Linked DNA regions of Sus scrofa: region 1 is linked to region 2. Evidence: chromatin contacts called from public Hi-C data. All regions are on one chromosome and are shown on one strand. Each heading gives the region's core, a stretch centred on a gene start, on an enhancer-like site or on the middle of the called end of the contact. The rest is flanking DNA. Distances are from core to core; before and after follow the strand shown. Region 1 has its middle 380 kb from the start of FZD8. Region 2 has its middle 170 kb from the start of FZD8.

The links. A called contact is a pair of places that touch in the nucleus more often than the background predicts.
Region 1: a contact with region 2 is called in a Hi-C map of liver, with 11 times the contacts expected there. The contact joins two enhancer-like sites. A contact is called at or near these places in 1 of 47 Hi-C or Micro-C datasets (liver) and 1 of 2 datasets of contacts at active chromatin or transcription factors (skeletal muscle).

The regions. Positions count from the first base shown.
Region 1 is chr10:58,474,117-58,478,153 of Sscrofa11.1, forward strand. No RefSeq gene overlaps it. Among named protein-coding and RNA genes, the nearest start is that of FZD8, 380 kb to the left of the region's middle. Within about 2 kb of position 2,730, at least 36 of the 83 cell types and tissues checked have an H3K27ac peak or open chromatin away from gene starts, as enhancers often do. A contact at or near this core is called in liver, where this site is marked.
Region 2 is chr10:58,267,248-58,270,761 of Sscrofa11.1, forward strand. No RefSeq gene overlaps it. Among named protein-coding and RNA genes, the nearest start is that of FZD8, 170 kb to the left of the region's middle. Within about 2 kb of position 1,549, at least 10 of the 83 cell types and tissues checked have an H3K27ac peak or open chromatin away from gene starts, as enhancers often do. A contact at or near this core is called in liver, where this site is marked.

The DNA of each region.
Region 1 (4,037 bases), core at 1,480-3,979, 210 kb after region 2:
TTCTAAACGTGAGAATCTGCAAAAACGGAAAGAATACAGCAATACTAAACCTCTCCTTAAAGAAATATTAAAAGGTCTCCTCTCAATAGGAAAAAGGAAGAAGACAATGGGATGGAGGAAATCACAACTGGAGAGGAAAACACTCGTTTCTAGCCGCCCTATTTCCAAGGCCAACCGTGGTTCTGGTACAGAGGAGACCCGCAGTAACTATTTGGTTGATGAAATGGATATTTTACTTCTTCTCCAGTCAAAGATTTGAAAACCTTGTATCAAAAGTTCAACGTTAAGGGAGTTCCCATTGTGGCTCAGAGGGTGACGAACCCGATGAGTATCCATGAGGATGTGGGTTCGATCCCTGGGCTCCCTCAGTGGTTAAGGATCTGGCCCAGCCGTGTGTCACAGACACAGCTCAGATTTCATGTTGCTGTGGCTGTGGCGTAGGCCGGCAGCTGCAGCTTGATTCGACCCCTAGCCTGGGAACGTCCATGGGCCACCGGTGTGGCCCTAAACAAAAGAAAAAAAAAGTTCATAATAAAGTACACATGGAATTTGAAATATTCATATTTTTAGTACCCATAAAAGTCAAGATGTTGATGTGACTGTCATTTTTGGAGATGTCATTTCACTGTCATGTGTGAGGCTGTGTCCTTGGGCCTTCCCGGTTACCATGGAAGCGCCAAGATTTCTCAATGCACAATAAACATCACTAGTACAGCTTTCTTTTCTTTATTTTTATACCAAATACTGAAAAGGTAATTATTGAATACGTAACTGCCCATGACCTTCACTGCCTGCTGTTCTTGGGATTATGTCACCATCGTGATTGTCGTATTTATCTGACATTACAACGCAGTGGAACAGTAACCTTAATTTCCCCCCACATCACTCTGTATGCTGCCTTAAAAGGATCTTGGTGAGCTAGAAATTGCACAGCCTTTGAAATCAAAACAAACACGGCTTCAGGGGTCCCTGGTAGCTCAGCAGATTAAGGATCCAGCTTTGTCACAGCTGTGATGCTGGTCACTACTGTGGTGCAGGTTTGGTCTCCGATCTGGGAAATTCCTCATGCTGCAGGTGCAGCCAAAAAAAAAAAAAAAAGAATAAGGACAAAAATTAAATTATGATGGAGGGTAATGTGAGAAAAAGAATGCGTGTATATAGAGAAAACTGGGTCACTTTGCTGTATGGAAGAAATTGACAGAACATTGTAAATCAACTGTAATAAAAAATAAACAAACATACCAGGCTGCAGATATGTGCTCTGTCACACTCTGCTGAGTGGTCTGAAAGAGCCTTAGTTTCCTCTCTGTAAAAATGGAGCCTGAACCATCCTTGCCCAGGAGAAGAATAGAGTATTAAGGATTAAATTGAAAAATCACATGAAATCTTAGAAACATCCCATAAGGCACACCGTCTGGGGCACAGAAAATGCCTAATCCATGTCTGATGGATAAACAATTGGTGCTCAATAAATATTCTTTGTTTCCTCTTCCTCACTTTCCCAAAGTTCTTAAAGTGGGGAGCACTGTGGCCGTAGCAGAACCTGCCAGCTTAAAGTGCCATCTTTTTTTTTTTTTTTTTTTTTTTTTTTTTTGGCTCTCTGCCTCTGCCGAGGTAGGTGAGCATCTCTGCCCAGTCAGAGAGGAGAGGAGAGAAGATGGGCAGGAAACACACTGTCCTGTCCATTTAGCCCTCAGCCTGTTGCAGCAGGGTTGGGTGAAAATGCAGCATAGCTTCTGGGGTTTTTGTTCTTTTGTTAGACCCTGGAGGGAAGAGATGAATTTTCCATCTGTTGCTGGCTGGGAATATTCGGCTAAGGAGGTGCCTCTCCGCTGGGGACACTGAGGTGGCCTGGCTCTGGGTCAGCACAGCTCTTCCTCTGGCCGCTCGGCTTGAGCCCGAGACTCCCAGGTGAGACATGGGTTATTGCAGATGTGAGAGTGAGAGCAGCTGATAGAAGCAGCAGAAGGCAGAAACGAGAGACCCCACATCCACACACACTCTCCTTATGTGATACACAACAGTGGTTCAGCCGGTTCAGGATCCCTGCATTGTTACTAGGAGGGGCTTGGGTCATCGCTGCAGCGCCAGTTCAATCCCTGGCCCTGGAACTTCCACATGCTGTGGGTGTGGCAAAAAACTACTGCTTTCTATTTTTTTTTTTTGTTTTTTGTTTTTCCTTTTTTTAATGGAAGGCTCAGTTTAGTAGACCTAGCTTGGAACTCCAGGGGCCTGGCAGGGACCCCTGGCCAGCTGGGCAACACTCAGAAGGGCCCAGACACTGCTCTAGACTTCAGGGAACAAACAAACAAACAAAAACAAGCAACCACCACCACCTCCCTGGTCGCTGCCCCAAGCCTCTGAGGGTTTTTTTTCATAGGGATCTTTCGGGATTCAAGTCAATGCAGTGAGAGTGGAGCAACGCGGGACTAGCCTTTCAGAAGGAGTGTCCTGCTCAGAATGGAAGGAAAGGGGACGATCAGGGCCCCCGCGCCTCCCACCCCCTCCCCATCCAAATCGAAAGCCTCCCTTCGCCGGGTTTGCAGTGCCTTCCCCGCTTGGAGGCTTGAAGCTGCCTGGGGCGGGAGAGAGGTAATTCCAAGAGGCAGGCTCGGGCTGCCGACGGCGCCTTCGGTTGTATGAATCCCAGCCCCCCGCGGAAGGGGTCCTGCTACACAGAGAAACAACGACGAGGATTGTTCAGGAAAAGCCCGGCCGGCTGGGGATGGGACCCTCTGTGGCAGCGCTTGGCGGATGCTGACAGCTCCAGCGTTCCCAGGGTGCCGGGATGGGATTAGAAATCCTTCTCCCGGCCAAGATTGCTTCCAACAGCTGGAGCGAGAGCCCCTCCCCGCCTCCCCGCCTCCCCGCCCGGCTCCATTTCTTGCTGGAGAGCATCCGAAAGCGGAGTTTAAAATGACTCAGTGTCTTCTGGGTAAAGAGCTTTTACTTTTCCAGACTGAACTGCCAAAGACCTTAAGGCAATGAAAGAAAGAAAGAAAAAGTGAGATGCTATGTCTGGCAAGTGGCATTTCTCTCCTTCGGTGGCTGTGTGGTTATTAAGCCAGAGCCGTTGGGTATTCTGAAGTGTTATTTATTTACCTTGGCGCCCAGGGTTAGATCGCGGAGCCTGTGGAGTGGAAATATGGTGACAGGATAAGGGTAATGAGAGGAAGCAAACCCACTGGAAGATAGCTGGGTTCTGAAAATCGGAGAGTTTGTTTTCCCAGAGGAGGGAAGCAGGAATATTACCTCATTGCAAAACAGTCATTAAAACATAATTGAGTGCTCCACAGACGACCAAAGCGCCCAGCTAACACTAAGTTCATTTTCAGTGAAAGTTAAAATCAAAATCAATGCCCTGTTGAAAAGCAATAACCCAAATTAGAGAACAATACAGAAAGCTTTTCTGGGAGGAGTTAGACTCTGCTTTGGTTAAAGGAAAAAAAGAAAGCAAAAAGGAGTCCTTCTGATCCTCTTCGGAGCGAGTTCTTAGAGTAAGAGCAGCTGCAAGGGACTCATTAGCCAGAGGGTGTTCTTGGAGAAACGGCGGAGGTGGGGTGTTGTGAGCAGAAAGCCTCTGGCCCCCTTCTCTCTTTCCTGAAGATCCACACATGCCCCTCCATCTGCGTTAAACCAGAACAACATGGAAGCCGCACCAGTCCGACGCATCCGCACCTTCGCACCAGCACTTCAAACTTTTTCAAATGCATATCAAAGAAAAGAGGTTGAAGATATTTTTCAGTAAATACATATTAAACGCGACGTTCAGAGGTAACTTTCCTGGATATAGTTGGGCGGGTCGAGTGGATGGACAAAGTCGTTATCCTGCTACCAGCCGTAGAGGATTAACTCATTTGAAGCTATTCTTTTCATGGTTTTCCATGACCCTGCTTTTTTTTTTTTTTTTGGGTGGGGGGGGGCTCACTCAGGAAGTTCCCAGGCCAGGGACTGAACTGCGCCACAGCACTGACCAGAGCCACAGCCGTGATCTGAGCCACAGCAGTGACAAGGCCAGATCCTTAACCCGCTGAGCC
Region 2 (3,514 bases), core at 299-2,798:
CCCCTTCCTCCCCACGAGCAGAGGTTTGCTGAGCTGACCCCACAAGCAGGTGGCTTCTGGCTGCTGCCCCCTCGCAGCCCCGGGGCCCCACCTCCTTGTCTCCCACCGCTGGTAATCTCAGAACCTAGCCCCCCCCGCCCCACCAACTCAGCACTCCTCCCCCAAAAGCAGCAGAATTAGGGGAAACCTGAAGTAGCTCTTCACCAGGAAAAGGGCCTTAAGTTGAAAGGACACGGGTGGAGGAGAGGATAAAGACCCTCAAGGCATCAGGAACTTCCAGCTCTGGGGTGGACCACTTGGAGGAAATAAATGCTCAGAGCCATGGAAAGCAGTGAATTTCAACTCCTGCCCTTTCCTGTCCCTGTCTTTTCCTTTCCCCTCTCCCTCTCTTCCTCCCCTTCCCACTTGTTAATTGCATTGGATGGTCCCAAAGTAGGACCCCAAAGGAGTGCGTGTGTTTTTGTCCTCTGTGTTCTGCAAACAGAGGTCCAGGTATGCATTCGCATTAGCGTTTTCCTTCTCTGCCTGGGCTGAGCATCTGTATCTTGTGGTTTATTCGTGGATTCGCACATGCTTTTCAGGTACTGGGCACATACCTTGTTCCAGTCCTAGTGCTTTCAAGAGAATAAAAGCAATGCTGCCTAAGATTTACTATTTTCTATTAATGGGCCCTCTACTAAGTGTGCAGCGTTCAAAAGGCTGAACGCATTCACTGAACTGTCCCTTATTCCTGCCTGTTTTCCAGATGGAGGTTGGGTTTTAAGGGACATAAATAACTGGTCTGTGGGTCTGCACCCAGCAGCTTGATGACAGACTTGAGCTGTGCTTCCTCTGTTTAGGCCAGTGGTTCTCAAACTTTAGCTGCATCAAAAAGACCTAAAGGGCTTTTTATTGCACACATTTCTGGCCCTAATCCTAAAGACTCTGATTCATAAGTCTGAGAATTTGCATTTCTAACAAGTTCCCGGATGGTAATAATGGGGCTTCTACCTTGAGAACTGCAGCATTAGGCTCCACTCCCCCTCGGTGGCCCCCTCTGTGGCCCAGTTACTTTAGCAAAGGTGAAATGTGTGCTCGTAGTTAATTTGCAGCTCACGTTCACTGCACCCATCAGTGGAAGGGCCAGGGCCCGAAAGTGCTGCTTCTCCTCGGCTCTATCCATATCTGTGCCGTGTCTCGGGGTCTCTTTGTCCCTCGGTGCTTCTGGGAGAAAGCAGTGATGAATTGAGTTGCTGGTTGTTCTTAGTGGCTGGCCAAAGAAGTTATTTCCTATGTCTCAGGATGTCCCTGTGTGCTGAGAGTGGCAGTTTTACCAACAATATAGGCAGCTGAATAGGTAACATCCCCTCGAGTCACTTCTGCTCCATCTACTGGGCCAGAGTCTAGCTACTCTGGAGCATCGGTCCGAATCTTGAAAGCCGATAGTAAAAACAGCAGCTGTACCGAGACTGTTTATTTATTTAATCCCTCGGGTAAACACAGCCACGATGACGGATCATCACTTGGCTCGTCAACAGGACCGAGCTCCACCAGGGGCCTTGTCCTCATGTGAGTCCACGGGCCTTTTCCTGTGTCTGCAAACAGTGGCAAAGAGGAAACGGGGGGGAAGTCGGGGTGAGGAAACAGCGTTGCATTGCAAAACTCGGATAACACAATTGGCATGGCAGTTCCCAGGACACACGGGACCCCGCCGGATGGCGGAGGTGCAAGCCCCGGAGGGGCGGCTCTGTTCTCTGGCACCGCGGGTGCGCACGTTTCGCAGCCTTGGACTTGCCCTGCCTCTAAGGAAGCTATTTACAGTGTTGCACAGTGGGACAGTTTTATGAGCCAACCCACTCATTTTTATGAGGGTCCCCGGGGTAAAGCAGTTATACAATCTTCCCCCAGCACACCCGGCATCTGTGAAGTACAAACAATATAAAGTAGGCCATCCAGGCCCGTAAAGCAGGCACTGCCCAGCCGTCGTGATTTAAGTTCAGTTCAGCGGTGACCTGGCTTATTACGATAAGATAGAGGAGTGAATGGCGCCTACGCAGGGAGAAGGCAAGGGAGTGGGAAATAAAGAATTCCCTGGGCTCCTTCCAGAAGCTGTGAGTTGAAGGGATCGGACTCTCGTTATCGGAAAAAGGACCCAAACTCAGTCGCTAGGATGTTCTTGCAAAGGACGCTGCAGATTTGTTGGTGGAAGGAAGTGACACCGCCTGCTACCAAATATTTGGTCAGCTCTCCATCACCAACTTTCTGATCTTAGTATGGCTTTCCGTGATCAACCAACTTTTCCCAGCGCAATGAGGTCTCTGGCTGCGCTTGTATTTCCAAACGAGTGTGCTGACCTTGGACTTCCTAAGGGGACAGGGTTAATTATGAACCAGACCACGGATCTTCAATTTATCAGCGGGCTAAGTAGCTGGTGACCGCGCCCCCATCGGAGTCAACTTCGAGGAAATGAAACGGGACTTATTTACATTTAGAGCGATGCTCAGCTTCTTAATCACCTCAAAGCATTTAAAAATTAACTTTCCTAACCAGCAGCTCGAGAGGCAAAATGAACCCTGGGAAAGCCTTGGCTACCCTTCTCTCTCTCCTCCTCTGGGGCTGCCTATTCATTATTTCAGCCTGTGTTCTTTGCCTGTGTTTTGTTGTTGTTGTTGTTGTTTTTGCTAAACCCTGGAAACTCTCTTGTGTTTGCTACGTCTCTGATAAAGCAGGTTTCTACGACCTCATCGGAATGGCCAACAATTGCCGGGAGAGCTGAGTGCATGGGCACCGGAAGACATGGGACCCAGTCTGTTCAACTTTGTGGTATAGGCAATGTTTCAGTGAAATTGGTTGGTTATCAAAGGGTTATTATGGATTGCATGTGCCGGACAAGAGGGGTAAGCCAAGATTCCAAGCGCTTCTCACCAGGCCGTGGGGTTCCTTTTAAGTGAATACTAGGAATGATTGAATCAATTGTGGATTAGAAGTTGCTAGTCAGCCAAGAGAAATGGCCAGAGGACTGGCCATTGATAGATGATGATCAATGCATGCATAAATGGCAGTTCCGTCACATTTTATCTATTTATTTCTTTTATTTTTTTATTTTTTTGTCTTTTTGCCATTTCTTGGGCTGTTCCCGCGGCATATGGAGGTTCCCAGGCCAGGGGTCTAATCGAAGCCGTAGCCGCTGGGCCTACACCAGAGCCACAGCAACACGGGATCTGAGCTGCATCTGTGACCTACACCACAGCTCACGGCAACGCCAGATCCCTAACCCACTGAGCAAGGCCAGGGACAGAACCCTCAACCTCATGGTTCCTAGTCAGATTTGTTAACCACTGAGCCACGACGGGAACTCCGGTTCTGTCACATTTTAGTTTAACGCAATCTATGATTCAGCTTAAAATTCTTATATTTAGACCTGCCCTCTCTACCTGTTTCATAGTTTTGAAGTCACAGAGGGATTTGCTGGGGGAAGGTAGTGACGGATGTCCCTGCCTTCCTCAAAGAGCTGTTGTAAAGATTGCTAAGATTT